Regions from separate parts of the Mus musculus genome. Here regions 2, 3 and 4 are each linked to region 1. The links are chromatin contacts, called in public Hi-C and HiChIP or PLAC-seq maps. All regions are on one chromosome and are shown on one strand. Each heading gives the region's core, a stretch centred on a gene start, on an enhancer-like site or on the middle of the called end of the contact. The rest is flanking DNA. Distances are from core to core; before and after follow the strand shown. Region 1 overlaps Gm4876 (predicted gene 4876). Region 2 has its middle 42 kb from the start of Gm52893. Region 3 overlaps Met (met proto-oncogene). Region 4 overlaps Met (met proto-oncogene).

The links. HiChIP or PLAC-seq counts read pairs in DNA pulled down with a chosen protein or histone mark. Hi-C and Micro-C count contacts between places; a contact is called where the count stands out from the background.
Region 2: a Hi-C map of muscle stem cells shows a contact between it and region 1, with 6 times the contacts expected there. The contact joins two enhancer-like sites. A contact is called at or near these places in 5 of 39 promoter capture datasets (the 3T3-L1 cell line, the C10 cell line, embryonic stem cells and 2 more), 5 of 15 datasets of contacts at CTCF or cohesin (the NIH/3T3 cell line, embryonic stem cells, large pre-B cells and 2 more), 258 of 484 Hi-C or Micro-C datasets (the 3T3-L1 cell line, 3T3-L1-derived adipocytes, the 4T1 cell line and 130 more), 26 of 115 datasets of contacts at active chromatin or transcription factors (PVALB interneurons, astrocytes, a beta-TC-6 cell line and 19 more) and 5 of 9 other capture datasets (adipose tissue, bone marrow-derived macrophages, embryonic stem cells and 2 more).
Region 3: a contact with region 1 is called in an SMC1A HiChIP or PLAC-seq map of the NIH/3T3 cell line, with 7 times the contacts expected there. The contact joins two enhancer-like sites. A contact is called at or near these places in 1 of 15 datasets of contacts at CTCF or cohesin (the NIH/3T3 cell line), 4 of 484 Hi-C or Micro-C datasets (bone marrow-derived macrophages, cortical neurons, embryonic stem cells and 1 more), 3 of 115 datasets of contacts at active chromatin or transcription factors (embryonic stem cells, oligodendrocyte precursor cells and pancreatic cancer cells) and 1 of 9 other capture datasets (embryonic stem cells).
Region 4: an H3K27ac HiChIP or PLAC-seq map of embryonic fibroblasts shows a contact between it and region 1, with 9 times the contacts expected there. The contact joins two enhancer-like sites. A contact is called at or near these places in 1 of 15 datasets of contacts at CTCF or cohesin (the NIH/3T3 cell line), 5 of 484 Hi-C or Micro-C datasets (3T3-L1-derived adipocytes, the C2C12 cell line, muscle stem cells and 2 more), 2 of 115 datasets of contacts at active chromatin or transcription factors (the NIH/3T3 cell line and embryonic fibroblasts) and 1 of 9 other capture datasets (embryonic stem cells).

Annotation. Positions count from the first base shown.
Region 1 is chr6:17,107,223-17,111,101 of GRCm38.p6, forward strand. All of the region lies in intron 1 of Gm4876 (predicted gene 4876), which reads right to left. Among named protein-coding and RNA genes, the nearest start is that of Gm15473, 44 kb to the left of the region's middle. Within about 2 kb of position 2,204, at least 85 of the 459 cell types and tissues checked have an H3K27ac peak or open chromatin away from gene starts, as enhancers often do. A contact at or near this core is called in 3T3-L1-derived adipocytes, the 4T1 cell line, the C2C12 cell line and 11 more, where this site is marked.
Region 2 is chr6:17,582,096-17,585,974 of GRCm38.p6, forward strand. No RefSeq gene overlaps it. Among named protein-coding and RNA genes, the nearest start is that of Gm52893, 42 kb to the left of the region's middle. Within about 2 kb of position 2,211, at least 100 of the 459 cell types and tissues checked have an H3K27ac peak or open chromatin away from gene starts, as enhancers often do. A contact at or near this core is called in the 4T1 cell line, the C2C12 cell line, the MC38 cell line and 9 more, where this site is marked.
Region 3 is chr6:17,553,123-17,557,001 of GRCm38.p6, forward strand. Met (met proto-oncogene) reads left to right here. Exons shown (of 22, transcript NM_008591.2): 16 at 117-347; 17 at 2,425-2,505. Among named protein-coding and RNA genes, the nearest start is that of Gm52893, 13 kb to the left of the region's middle. Within about 2 kb of position 1,864, at least 40 of the 459 cell types and tissues checked have an H3K27ac peak or open chromatin away from gene starts, as enhancers often do. A contact at or near this core is called in the NIH/3T3 cell line and pancreatic cancer cells, where this site is marked.
Region 4 is chr6:17,483,863-17,487,741 of GRCm38.p6, forward strand. The region is part of intron 1 of Met (met proto-oncogene); the gene reads left to right. Among named protein-coding and RNA genes, the nearest start is that of Met, 22 kb to the left of the region's middle. Within about 2 kb of position 2,114, at least 26 of the 459 cell types and tissues checked have an H3K27ac peak or open chromatin away from gene starts, as enhancers often do. A contact at or near this core is called in 3T3-L1-derived adipocytes, the C2C12 cell line, the NIH/3T3 cell line and 1 more, where this site is marked.

The sequences.
Region 1 (3,879 bases), core at 954-3,453:
AAGAGGTGCTCAAGATACCTGGACATGTTTGTTGTTAGTTGATGCCCATGTTTGCTTCTGTTGCTATGATAAACACCATTACCATAAACAGTTTCAGAGGGCATTTGGCTTACAGATTAGAATCCCTTATTGAGGGAAACTCAGAAAGGATCCTAGAGCCAGAAACTGAAACAGACTTTGGAGAAATGTTTCTACCATCTTGTTCCTTTTGCCTTTCTTACACAACTCAGGCACATTTGCCTAGGAATGATACCGCCCACAGTGGGCTGGGCCCGCCTTCATCCATTAGCAATAAAAGAAAATGCCTCATACACACATCTCTTTTCAAGAGTCTACAACACTGGTTCTCAACCTGTGTGTTGCGGCCCTTTCACTGGGGTCTCAAGGCCATCTGAAAACAGGTAATTACTTTACCATTTGTAGGAGCAATGAAAATACTCCTATGGCTGGGGCTTAAGCACAACCTGAGGAACTGTACTAAAAGGTCACAGGCTTAGGAAGGCTGAGGACTACTAACTACTGTGGAAGCAATAAGCAAATGCTAGAAGAGGCAACTGACCAGTGAAGCAACAGAGCGATCTTCCCAGGCTGGGGGGAGGGGGGGATAGAACCCTGACTGAGCTCCCTTACTACAAAATCCAACACTAAGCAATTCCCTGGAAGTTGAAAATGGAAGTTTTAAATCTAGATTTGTGTGTTTCTTTTACTAAATGTGAACCATGTAGAACATTTTTTTTAAATTCTAATTACCTGGTATTGATAGATTAATATTCTTTTTCTCATTAAAAAATCATTCTAGGTCAGTTCTCAGAAGCAGATCTTACAGGGTTTTTGGTTTTGTTTTGTTTTTTTTTTTGTTTGTTTGTTTTTTTATGCCTGGTACGGCATGAATTTGACAACCACATCATTACAGTTCACAGTAGCAAAAGGCTCACTAAGAGAGAGTGTAGAACAATTGCTGGTACTTAGGCAATACCAGAGGTGTCCTCTTTCTCCACAAAAGCCATCATCTTGGATATTAAAAGACATGACAGTGATCTCTGCTTTTCCTGTCCTCCAAACAGCAGTGGGAACTCAAGAGCAGTGGGTTCAGTGAGGAAGGAGAAGGGGGAAATGTCTTGGGGTCCAGGAAATTCAAAGGAAGATGCAGACTCAGCATCAGCTTCTACACAGTGGTCCATGAGAGATGCTTCATACCCTCCCTGGATGCTCATTGATTGTGAACTACTTCAGGGAGGCTGCACGTACACTGTTCATCTCTAAATAGAACAATCTTGGATACAAATAGGATTTGAGAAAGTGATGTTTTGCATATATATATAAATATGTATATATATATATATATATATATATATATATATATATATATATATATGTAATTTCCACTGATGGAATCCCAGTCGCTCAGGTGTCCTGTTGGCCTTCACATTTGGGACATTTTTAACAATTTTTTTTGTTTTTAACTTCTTATTGTATATGAATTATACACCATGCACCCCCAATCCCACTCATCTCGTCACCCCTTTACAGCATCTATATCTCAAGTCCTGGGGTATCTTCTCCATCCTTGCAACCTCCCCTCAAAAAATAGAAATAAAAATAAAAAAATTAAAACCTCAAAATCAAAACAAAACAAAACAAACAACAACAAAAATCTCACTGTGGAAGCTGCAGTGTGTCACAATGTGTCACACGGGTATTCCTTTGGCCAAACCTCTTTACTTCCAAATGTTCATTGCAATGAGTCTGGTTTGAGGCCTCTGGCTTCTGCTATACTATCAATACTGGAATCTCACTGGGGTTTCTCTCAGATATCCTGTTGTCGGTCTGTGTCGTGGAAACTCTGCAGCTTTGGATCTGCAGGACTGGCCCCTTCACACACTCCAGCATTTCACAGATGGGGCAGATGTTGGGGTGAGCATATTCAAAGCCCTGGATCTGGGCCTGGGTTGGAGTTGCTGAACCCATCAGCTTTCCTGTACCCAAGCCACCAGGCTAGGTCTACTGTGCTGCCCAGGTGAAGCGCGGGGGCTTTCTGCTTATTTTAAACAAGATATTACAGATTGTCTCTTTTTAATAAGTCCTGACCATACTGCAGTGTCTGGTCTTTAAGCATAGATTTCCAAATTGACTCAAGTGTTTCAGACGAGTTTCACCATAGGCAAGAGAGTCAGGGTTGAGTCATTCTTAAGCAATTTGTAACACGTAGTGTTTAAGCTCTTCCAACTTTGCTATGGTAACCAAAGAGACACCACCACCCAAGAACAGTTTTAAGTTCTCATCTTAAAATGACCTGGCATATCTGAACTTGTCTTCTGAGTTTGTCTGTAACTCTTTAGAACACTTAAGACTGTCCCTGACTGCATAAAAAATGCCTTTCCTGACCCCTGGTAACTGTTCAATGTTAACTCTTGACTTTACTGAGTGCTTACCTGTGTGAAAAGGCCTGCTTCCTTGTGTTGTGTAGATAGAAGTTTTAGCACACAACCTGACAGGCATTGTGGTTTGATTAATAGGGTGTGTTGTTTTGGTTTTTCATATATTTACCGGTGCTTAAATAACTGTGGCTAATTATTCTGTCCTTTCATGGGAAGCAAGTCATCGTAGCTTCTATTTAATCTGATAATATATTTTGAAACAATCAAAACAAAATGCCATTAACCTTTATGGTTGTTTTGAATGGCATTTTAAATGACATTTATAAAGGCTGTTATTGATCTTTCTTCGATGTGCATTTCCACAGGATGTCTTGCCCTTCACCCAGTAACAAAAGCACCTTCTACCCAGTTACCATTGCTAGTCAACCGCTATTGCATGTAGACACGTTGGAGTCAATTCTCCATAAATAACATCTGACTGAGGACTGGGATACCATGGTAGAATTCAAAAGAAATCTGGGCTTAGGAGTCAAAACAGACACATGGGGAGATCCCATGGAATCTCCTCTCCAGTTACAGCTGGATAGGAAGGAAGGCAAGGGGACTGGATTTTAGGAAGATGGAAAAATCAGCACAAGTGTTGTATGAAAATCCATGTGTTTGTTGAGGTCATCACACAACAACAACAACAACAACAAAAGGGAAGAAAGCATGAGCCAGGGACTGACATTATCAAAGAACGTGGAGAAAATTTCTGAAGTTTAACAGAAAATGGAGACTCATATGTACTCAAAGATCCCACATCCTTGGATTATGTGGGGATATAATCACACACTCCAGCACTCTAGCCTGAAGTGCCCTTTTTCCCTCTCGCTGTACTATCGAATGCTCAAGTAGCTTTGTCTAATTAGTTTGCCCTTTCATTGGGAGCATGCCATTGGAGTCGCTAGTTAACACAATAATTAATTTTTAAACATTCACAACAAAAAATGGAATAGAATGATTGGAAAAGAAATAGGGGGTAAAGTCTAAGGCCGCTATATCATGCTTAAAGAAAACTGTGACTCTCAAAAATCAAAAGAAACTAGTACAAATAAGAGAGACTGCCTAAGGAAAGCAACTACCTACTTCTCAGGCACTGCAACCAACCTGCCTGGGAGGGGCACCAGAGACTTTGAGATAGATCTAGGAGTTCAATTCAGCCACGAAATGAAGAGGCGTTGGTTATAGGGGAGTCTCCAGTTCACAGCAGTTAAGATTTCTGAGTATAAAGAGGAATTCAGGAACAGAGGGGATCAGATGAGGAGACTAACGAAGCTGAATGGGTGTCTGGTTTCCAAATGAGCCTGACAAGTCTGGATGCCTGGGATAAAAGGGGCTGGCAGACCTGCTGAAGTTCAGCCCCAGTAGTTTCCTAGAAAAAGGTGAGCAATCAGGAATGCCGGAGCAATAATTGAAAACAACTGAGTCTCTGTAGATGTAAACGGGACTGCCATCCAAC
Region 2 (3,879 bases), core at 961-3,460, 470 kb after region 1:
GCATACTGAAATTCTACAATTGGGTGGGGTTTGTCCTAAACCCTTCCACCTGAAGGCAATGTGGATACTCATATGAGCTTTACAATATTGTCTCCTGGCTGTACTTGGCTCAGTAGTCCACCATTATTCTAGCAGTTGGCCTCTCCATTCTCCCCACTGTGTATTGCCTGTCCCTCCTTTTAACTAAAAACATGGCTGTCAAATCATACATGTGATTACATCACCGGCCTATTCAAAACCTAATCCTAGATTTTCTGCCCCCAGTCCTTTGTGCTGTTGTGTTTGCTTATTTTTATTATAAAGTAGATCATCATGGTAAAATAAAATAAAATAACTGGGCCAAATGCTATTAAGTGGACAGAAAATGTCCTCTGACTACTGTCTCCCTCCTCCCAGCCTGACTCTGCACAGTGACTCCTGCTGAAACTCTTTGTATGGTAGTCCAAACATGCTCCACCCTGGGAAGGAGCCCAAACGAAGCCCCGTGTGTCAGCCCATCCTTCAGTAGCTCCCATCATTTTTATTGAACTGTTTATGACTCAAGAGGAGCTCAGCACTACAGAGGTTTCTCTAAACCTCGGTGACTTTGAACTCCAACCGAAAGTACCCACTCAAGATATAAACCCCTATACCCGTACCCATATGCATATGGGACCCATACACAGAGCGGGGATAAGAGTGGCTGTCCCCTGGAAGGTATCATCCTGAGTGAGGTAACCCAATCACAAAGGAACTCACACAATATGTACTCACTGATAAGTGGCTATTGGCCCAGAAACTTAGGATACCCAAGATATAAGATATAATTTACTAAACGCATGAAATTCAAGAAGAACGAAGACCAAAGTGTGGACACTTTGCCCCTTCTTAGAATTGGGAACAAAACACCCATGGAAGGAGTTACAGAGACAAAGTTTGAAGCTGTGTCAAAAGGATGGACCATCTAGAGCCTGCCATATCCAGGGTTCCATCCCATAATCAGCTTCCAAACGCTGACACCATTGCATATACTAGCAAGATTTTGCTGAAAGGACCCAGATATAGCTGTCTCACAAACACAGAAGTGGATGCTCACAGTCAGCTAATGGATGGATCACAGGGCCCCCAATGGAGGAGCTAGAGAAATTACCCAAGGAACTAAAGGGAACTGCAACCCTATAGGTGGAACAACAATATGAACTAACCAGTACCCCAGAGCTCTTGACTCTAGCTGCATATGTATCAAAAGATGGCCTAGTCAGCCATCACTGGAAAGAGAGGCCCATTGGACTTGCAAACTTTATATGCCCCAGTACAGGGGAAGGCCAGGGCCAAAAAGGGGGAGTGGGCAGGTAGGGGAGTGGGTGGGCGGGTATGGGGGACTTTTGGGATAGCATTGGAAATGTAAATGAGGAAAATACCTAATAAAAAGTAAAAAAAAAAAAAAAAAAAAAGTGGCTGTCCCTTCCCTCTATAGCAGGGGTTCCCAACCTTCCCAATGCTGCCACCCTTTAATACAGTTCCTCACGTCGTGGTGACCCCCAACTATAAAATTATTTCATTGCTATATAACTGTAATTTTGCTACTGTTATGATTCATAAAGTAAATATCTGCTCTGTGGGATATCTGGTATGTGAGTTACGTGAAGGGATCGTGACCCACAGGTTGAGAACATCTGCTCTAGGAACTTGACATTAAGGGTCCCTGCTGCAGACCAGTACTCTTTATATTACTTACTTAAGTATTTAAATACCTAAAGTCCTCATAAAACAGACTTGCTTATTTCTATTTGCCAATACAGAATAAGCTCACTTCTGAAAGTTTACAAAGCGTCACACTTTCCTAAAATTCTTGTTCTCTTTTGCCATGGAAGTTTCAAACTGCTTAAGAGTTTTAAAAGATTTTTAAGCTGGAGTAATAAATATAACTCGCTGCCTCCTTGCAGACAGCGTTCTGGGAGGGATTGTTGCAGAAGTACGGCTCACAGATGACGTCACTGACTGGGGCGGGACTAAGCATGTACAGGCGACACTACAGGGATGGATTGCTGGCTCTAGTGGTCACTTTCCTTGACCCCAGCTGTCCCCGTGGTGCAAGCACATCCAACCTAATTTTGTCTGTTACATAAGAAGCCAAACGGAGAAACTTGAAACTTCTGCCATCATATTGCTGACTTAATCCTGTCGTAAGTCAGAGCCCAGCAACCTCTGAGTGAGCACCCCTCCCTCTCGTTCCGAACGGAACACTGGGAACACTCATTTGCCTGGGCACATTTTGGAATCATACATACTTGGTTTGAACCGATGCCCAATAAGGAATTCAGATTTTTCCAGATCAGTCACTGCATCTTTCTACGCCTTATTCTCCAAACTGGAAACCCTCATTTTCAATTTTTTTATTGTTATCTGTAATCTGCTTTGTAGTCCAAGAAGATTCAAGACAGAAGGCCCTAGCATAAAATTACCTGCAATTAATAAATATAATAATAACTATAATGACAATACATAATAATCAATATAATTATAACAAAATAAAGGGGACAAAAGGTGAATACAATCAAAATACATTATGCTCATGTATAAAAGTGTTACAATAAAATGTGTATGATTGGGTTATGCCAATAAAAACATCTTTTTAAAGTTAAGAGTTTGGCTTTGCTTTTGTATAAAGTTAAAAATCTTGAAATCAGACGCTGGCTTTCTTCATCATTTTAGAAAAATCAAACTAATATGGGGAATTTCTCAAACCTGTGTGGCTTTCTGTGTCATGTAAGCATATTGCGTTGTATTTTCCTTGATCTTCATTACAGCTCACAGATTTGATTGTAAATATTAAATATCCAGTAAAATTATTATCACTTGCTGATTGCTTGGGTCTTTGTCTGATGCTCAGGCCAGCTTTACAGTCCTAGGCTCAAGGGTCATCCTGCATCGGATAATTCTGTGTGTCCGGACTATAGGTGGGCTTCACCGTTCAGGTATCTGGGCTTCACCGTTCCCCCGTGTCTGGGCTTCACTGATCCCCTGTGTCTGGGCTTCACCAATCCCCTGTGTCTGGGCTTCACCGTTCCCCTGTGTTATGATTGCTACACTTGTCTCAATAATGTCTTTTCTTCAAAAGTCTCCTTACAAGACATCTAATTCATAAAATTCCTTCTAGCGAACCCCAAGATTTCACTTGCTTCTATGTGGCTGCTAGGCTCATATCTGCAAGATTCTGTACTCGGAATCAAAGCGCTAAGAGCTAGGAGTGGCACACAGTCAGGGAGAGCCAGGGGCTGGAGGTGTACGGAATCCCAAGCAGGCCTCGTGGGAGGGTTTTGGTCCTTTTCAGCATCCAAAGTTGGGTCTCAAATAATCGTCCTTTCTCAAAGATAAACACTTATCTGAAGATGGTTTCGGGGGCTTATGAAAGGCCTGCTGAACTTCAATCGGGGCCGTGTTTTTCCAGTTCAATTCATTGCTCTTTGTTTAAATCAAAACTTCATTTTATTTTCCAAAAGCAACCCTGCCAGGTTTCCTTGATTTAATTGTTTTATCTTTTTTGTCTGATGACAATGGAGAACAGAAGAAAATATTCTTGCTGAGGAAATGAAATATTACCAAAAACAACAAGCATTCTCACACTATAGGAGGTGGTTTTATAAGTTACAAAAAAAAAAAAAAAAAACCAAAAAGGCTCCATTCTTTGGATGAAACGTGTTATTGCGGTCGCTGTTGGGTCAAATCCGTACGGCCCAAAGAAAAACGTTGGAAAGAAAATTAACCGGTTCATAAGGGTACAGATAACACTATTTTTAAAAGGAAATGGTTCTTCCCACATAGAAACAATACAAAGTGATAGGAAAACAAAGTGATAATTTGGACAAGTATTAAAACAACTCAAGTAAAATATGTGAA
Region 3 (3,879 bases), core at 614-3,113, 450 kb after region 1:
TTCCCAGCCTAGCATTTCGTTACTGTTAAAATCCACTATTAATCCCCTTTACCACCCCTGAGGCACACCCCAATGAGTGAGGTTTCATGGCTGTATCTATTTGCTTTATCTTGCAGACCAGTTTCCCAACTCCTCTCAGAATGGAGCATGCAGACAAGTGCAATACCCTCTGACAGACCTGTCCCCTATCCTGACAAGTGGAGACTCTGATATATCCAGCCCATTACTACAAAATACTGTTCACATTGACCTCAGTGCTCTAAATCCAGAGCTGGTCCAAGCAGTTCAGCACGTAGTGATTGGACCCAGCAGCCTGATTGTGCATTTCAATGAAGTCATAGGAAGAGGTAAGTATTTCCATCAGTTCTCTGTTAAGTACAGTTTTCCAGTAAGCCATTTATCTCCTGTTTTGCAGATTAGGAATTTAGACAATGCTGAGGGCTCCTGACAGAGCCTGATAACGAGTTTTGTCCTGCAGAAATACAGACATGAAAAGTCATAGTCATGGAGACTGCCCTGTGCGTGGAATCATTTGGATATTATCACAGGAGAGAAGACCCCATTTCTCCCTCATATTTCTCACAGTAACTACAGTGTCTTGGGGGAAAATCATGCCAGTTTTTTCACTCCTTTATCTCTTCAATCTTACTTTATCCTGAGAGCTGTAACAAAATCTAGTCTATAGCGGCTTGTACACTGCTGGACAGCATCAGGATACGGGGAATTTATAGCCCTCCCCTAATCTAAGGCAACATATATCATCTCCACAATGCACTCCAATTTCTTCACACACAAAAAATGACTATTTGCAAGAAGCTAGCCAGAGCATCGATAACTTCAAACATTAACACTATTGGAGGAAATATTTGTCAGGAAGAGAAACCAACCAGAAGCCATGAGATAAAATCTACTGTAAAATCCTTTTAAACGTAGTGGCTTCGGGTTGGGCTACTCCTATTTTAAATGCTCTAAAGAGGTTGCATAGGCATTTGCCAGGGTGGTGCAGGAGAAAGTGACAGGGTGGCGGTACGTGAACACTGGTCCTTCTGAGCATCCAGAGCTGAGTATCTACGTTGTTTCTTCCTGAAAAGGGGCCTCTGTGCACGAGTGTATGATTGGGTTATATTGCTGGCCTGTAACTCCAGTAAGTGGTCCAGTATTGGAGATATAGTCTCACTGGTTATATTCTCACTGTTGTATTTTATAAAACAGCAGTGTAATGGAGAGGGAGGGAGCATCTCGGTGGGCCTGTGCCTAGACGTCACCCCGAACAACCACGCCAAGTGACAGCAGGCCTCACATAAAAGGAAGTTTTAATATTGGGCAAAAGCCTTCCAGGAACAGATGGGGACAGAGAGAGAGAGAGAGAGAGAGAGAGAGAGACCTGGGGTGTGGGGTGCGAGCATTCCTCTTATATATCAGCCTTATACATGGCTATAGGTGATGATGTAAGCTGTTGCTAGATCCTACGTCCCTGGGAGGAGCCTAGTGGAATTCTCTGTAAGCCAATACTCACTCTACGTGTTGTAAAATCAGGACTTTTTTTTAATGAAAGGTGATAACATGGTGATAATTTCTCCCAAGTCACAGTCATTAAGAAACTATCAGTATTAACTACTGTTTGTTTATATGCCCCCCCACACACACACACACATGGAAAATTGTGACCACTCATGAGCATGGCTTTTATTATATTCATCTTTGTGTAAGTCACAGAGGATAGCCCCATACCTCATATAGTAAGCACTCAGGACAGCTTGCCGAAGTCCATGAATTAATTAAATGACTTACACAGCCGTCAGACACTTGGCACCTCTGGGAGAAATTACTGCCGCCTCTGTTGAGAGGCTGCTATTGGGGAAATGAGTGGTTAAAGTCAGAGGGAAATGTATGAAGTGAGTCACTGGGAATCTGCTCCATTTGGGCAACTGTCTTTTGATCCCTGCCAAAGTGGCTTACATATTAACCAGTGACTAACAGGGGAAACCCTAACTCTATAATACATTATTTATAATCAGTTACTAGACTATAGAGGACATATTTTACACGTATTCAAGTGGATAAAATTATTTACATGTTTTCTTTAATATTATTTTATCCTTAATATAATATATTTCCTTTCATGCAGAAGCTATTATTGTGTCCAGTGATACCCCAATGACTTGATACTTTGGTATATTAACGTTTAAAAGAAGCCATATTACTACAATTTGCACCATATATTAAATAATCACATTGCTTATAGCATGGAGAGAAGTGTAATGCATCTATATTTATATCTCACACTTGTACCACACAGAGTGATGTTGTTAATCAAAGTGTCATAAGCAATGTACCATTTTTTTTGTCTTACAGAAAAAAAGGCTTAATAAATAATTATTGCATAAAGTCAGTTTAACTCTAGCAAGTTCTCTTTTTCAATAGGGCATTTTGGCTGTGTCTATCATGGGACTTTGCTGGACAATGACGGAAAGAAAATTCACTGTGCTGTGAAATCCTTAAATAGTAAGTTGCATTTACTACGGAAGGGAACATTTGTGGTTTGCAAATAATGAAGTGTTCATTTGCACTTTCCCTTGTGGAAAAAAGGCATCTGCTACTGAAATTGTGGAATTAATCCTGAAAATGTGTTTAGTCTAAACACTTATTGAGATAGTCCCTCTGAAATTATCCTACGGAGAACTAATAAGTAAGGCAGGAGGGGCGGTGAGTCTCTTAGATGAACTGAGTACCATTTAGCCACGTTCAACTTATAATATTTGTTTTGCAAATGACATTTATGGAAACTATTGAAAGCGTTGGCACATACCATAGTAATGACTCATTTTGCCCAGAGACACTACTACACTACACTTTTTAACCAGCACTCCATTTTAGAAAAAAACGATAACTGAAGTAATACGAGCAGGAGAGAAATGTACTGGCAGAGGACTGACAAATCATTAAGGATGGTAGCCCTCACTTATCCACGGTTAGGCAATGAGGTGTCCCACAGAAATACGTTTCCTAAGGAGATGCAACGTGTCCCCTTTTAATGCAATACTTCTTAAAAATTTAGCCATTACATAGAAAACTCTTAAGATCAAATGCTCATTCTCTTTAAAGTCCAAAGTATGCTTATGAACATAAACTTAGTCTTTACTGATGCAGAGGCACAACTGTGACATTGTACAAGCCAGTGTACTTTGCACGTGAGAGGATCCCCGGCTCCGCCTCTATTGACAGAGCTCACATATTTGCTTTGCTACTTTGTAATTTTATACCTTAGAATTTGAAGCCACCTGGAAAATGTTAGCAAAGTACATTATAGATTTGTATTAGATCTAATAAGCTTCGAAAGTGCAAACGGTAGGCTTCCCTCCAAGGCACTCTGATACCAGAACTACTTCAGCTCTTTCAAACATCCATCAATTCTCCATGATGAGCATCATTCTATACGCTTAATTTTGTTGGATACCTGACTACAAAAATAATTAAAGGGACAGTCTACGTGGAGTTCAGCAGCAATCTGTGGTAGATTAAGTATACCGATCAATAAACTGACCTCAAAGGAAAGCAGTGTTGCCATTTATACTCAGAACAGCCCTAATCCCAAGCCATTTTTCTGTCCTTGTCCTGTGGTTACTGTTGTCAGTCCACGTTGACCTCCATCATCATCCAGGCCTTAGAACACATTTGGTTCTCGGGAACATCAAAGAGATAAGTCATGACATTTATGTGAATGCTGTTAACTCTTTGTGGGTGTGCCATCATGCCCTTGGTAGGTCGTTCTAGAAGTAATTAGGATATACTACACTAACCACTAGCTCTTCTGGGCTCAGTGAGTAACATCAATAAGCATAAGGACCCCTGCACTCACAAAAAAGGCCAGCATGCCCA
Region 4 (3,879 bases), core at 864-3,363, 380 kb after region 1:
GTTGTATGTGTCAGGTCATCATTTGGATACATTATTTTCATCTTGAGCTCATTCTACATATTCTACTTCAAAAATACATAGGAGAAAGATGAGAGTGTACCACCTTAGCAGTCTGAGCTGATGAGCAGGCTTCCAGGATGCCAGTCGAGGAGGTATTTACGAGTAATGGTTCAAAAACACAGAGAAATCCTTTCTTTCCATTTCTTTGAGTACTGTACATAGTCCCCAGCCATGCCACCCTGAACATGCCTGATCTTCTCTGAAAATTTATGTAAAGTTGCTTTTATCCATTTGATCTTATGTATGAACTCCCAAATCCATAAGTATTTTTTTACTGGATATTGTTTGTATGTGATTTGCAAGGAATAAAGGAATCATTATGAAACTGCTGACCCAAAAGGAAGAATGCAAGAAACAATTTTACTGGCTCCTGTAACCTTAAAACATGGTGGGATACAGATAGCCAACTGGTAGTGAGAGCCTCCACCTCTCCATGTTTAAGCTTTTCTGCCTGCAGCATCAGCTTCACACTCAGGCTGGCTCTCCCCACACAGTAGCCAAGATGGTCCTCAGAGACTGCAAGGTAGTATCATCTGTATCTTTGGAATCTCTGAACATGAGTGATTCTCTGCCAGCATCCATATGGTTGTCCTTGCTTTGGTCGTATGTTCACCCTAACTGAGCACTGGCTCAGACGACTAGAGCTCATTGAAACGCCAGACTGGTGAGCGTCCTCTTCCTGCAGTGAGAAGAGAGCATCATGATTGATGGGCAATCTCAGTAGATGGGGTAGTGAGGGATTTCGAAAGAGCTGCCAGAGGAAGAGACAATAGGAGCTGAGCGGATATAAATAACTGTTCACTTAAGTACTATGTCTTTTGAATACAACCTTTCCCCTAGAATTGCGACTAATTAAGCACAGTTCAAACAGGCATCGTGTGTTTTTACAAATTTATAAGTACTGAGGGGACCTTGATTCCATGTGCACCTTTGGCTAACATTTCATTCTCTTCCAACACACATGTCATCTGAAAAAATCAGAATAATAGTTGCCTTATGACTGTAATTAGGAAAAAAATTATATAGCTGAGGATATCTTGCAAACTAGAAGGTGCTTTCAACAGAGTAACATACCATGTGACTTCTAGGAAAAATCAGTCCCTAAAGCAAAGTTAATTGTGTCAAAGTTTATGAAGTTTTTCCTCCTTTAAAAAGATGTAATGTCCCATTACACCTGCTGAAAACTTCCCTGAGGAATCAGTCCTTAAATACAGCACTATGCTTTGGCTGCTGATAGAATTGCTGGCAAGCACAGACCCTGCTCAATAGAAACCTAGAGAATCCTCCACATTGCTAGACTTGGGGGCAATGCTGCGACCAAGTAGTTCACTAAGAAAACTAGAAACGGATAGGTAGTAGAGAAGAGTTGAATGGCAGGTTGGAAGGTTGGCCTGAGCCCAAATTCATAGTTAACAGGCAGTCTTTCATGAAGAGACTCCTAAATACCACAAACTTAATGACCAAGATGGCACAGGGGTGCTCATTCCCAGGAAATGTTTGTTCAGTGAGCGTATTCTTGCAACCAACTGCAGAGAAATAAGAAAATGTTTTATAGGTGATTTGGTTTCATCTGCTATGTGCACATTTCAAGGGAATGAATCAGTCAGTCTGTTTGAATCATCTTTGTACGTTTTATTTAGTCAAAAAATCAGTTAAATGACTCGCACTATTTCAAAAAGAAAAAAAAAAAAACGAAGAGAAGTAGAGAGCAAGACATTCTGTGTTGAAGTCTGATTCAGACCCATCACAGGATTCAATGGATGGAGGCAGAAATATATGGAAGTGAGAATATTTCTGAAGTCTCTACCATCATAAACATTCAAATTTTTGTCCTAGCCCGGTTTGGCATAGAGCTAGGGGAGAAAGTTGGAGTCGTGAGGTAAACACGATTCTCATATATTCAGGTTGATGGCCCCGGAGTGACGGGTAATTGTAGAAAAGCAGTCCCAGAGATCAGGATTGTCACAGTTGGAACATACATTGGAGTTGATTGGTTCACTTCAGGAATGCCAGTAAATATTTCATAACCATTCCAGGGTGGAAGGACAAAGCTCTAATGTGCAATATTTGCCAATCCCTGTGAAATAACACTCCCATCATGCTGACTTTTGGTTGTCAAGATAAGGTGGCTGAAATGTAAGTCGGGAAGAAACTCACAAGACAGGTGTAACTGAGCTAGTGCTAGGGGACTGACGCATGCTACTGGTTCAAAACTCACTCTACAATCGGGAAAGATGCCCAAGAAGTTAAGTGACTTACTTTGGGTCATACAACGTAGCTCCATTGCCACAAACTGAAACTAGCTTCTACTACTCGAGATTATGAATGCATTATGAGAAAAGCATCCTAATTGATTGCTAAGTCTACTTAACTCTATAGCCTGGCTACATTTCCCTTCTTTGAACTTCTCGCCTTGAGTTTAAGCTGCTGTGTGATTGTCTCTCCTTCCCATCACTCTGTATTCTCATTGATGGTTTGAAAGTAATTTAATCACCTTCAACTCTTCTCAGTCTCTGAAACATCATAGATACCCACCCATGTTTTCCGAGTCTAGGAAAGAACAGTGATCATACCTACCATGGGCCAGACACTATGCTAACATCTACTCCTCAAAGAATTCAAAGAGCCTCCCTCAGAAATGAGGTGGATCCCATAATACACCTGACCAGAGTATGTGTCTGTGCACTGGGCACCAGAGTCTGCCCGTGGCACTCGGCTCTCACCAACACACACCTCTGTGGGCAGGTCAAGTCTTAATTGCACAGAATGGTCTAGAAAATGGTGTGTATTAAGTGATTAATAGCATCCTTCCTCCCTGCTAGCTTACTTCTGATTTGCTGTCCCATCCAATGAGACAACAACAACAACAACAAAAATCTCATTCATACATTTGCTGGATTTTAGTTTGTTAAGCATCAGCACGGTACGTGACATACATATAAACCTTAGAACATGTTTCTTATTTTAAAAACATAGGTAACTCGTCAGAATGTAAAAACAAAATAAAGATTATTCTGAAGCTTCTTTCACAAGAGAAAACCTAAAAGCCATGCACACTCAATACTGCACTACTGGGTCAGCTTGGATGCAAATGAGTTATAAGATTGCTTGGCCTTCCCTTAGGGAGTCAGCATTCATTTATTTACCTTCAGTTTTTTGGAGAAAAATATAAAGATTGTGTTCTCATTCCTGGAAGATATACTGATGTGTGTCGTGTTAAGAAACAATTTTTCATAAAATGTACTCTGGACTGATATGACAATTTGTCTCCTATCCTTATTTTTTATTCCCTCTTGTTTCCCTCACCAGCATCAAAAAAAAAAAAAATTCTAGTATATTTCTGAACAATGAGAAGTACACTTAAAAATAGCAAGTTCAGCTCCAGTCGCCATATATACTCTAAGATGGTCATGTATCTTCGAACTGTCCGCTCTTTTTTTATACTTAAAAACAATAAGGGGGAGTGGGTGTGTAGGGGAGTGGGGGTGGGTGGGTATGGGGGACTTTTGGTATAGCATTGGAAATGTAAATGAGCTAAATACCTAATAAAAAATGGAAAAAAAAAACAATCCCATGAGAATATTGAGCTGTGGGTGCAGAGGTGAATGAATGACCTTAAGTCACATGGCTAGACAGGGAAGGGCTGGGATTGGAGCTCTGATGGGGAAACCTGCTCCGGCAGTGATCTCTCTCTCTCTCTCTCTCTCTCTCTCTCTCTCTCTCTCTCTCTCTCTCTCTCTCTCTCGGTGTTAATGAAGCATCTGGGCATGGGCGACTGTCGGCTAGGCATGGATTGAGTCTTGGTTCACACTGGGTGAC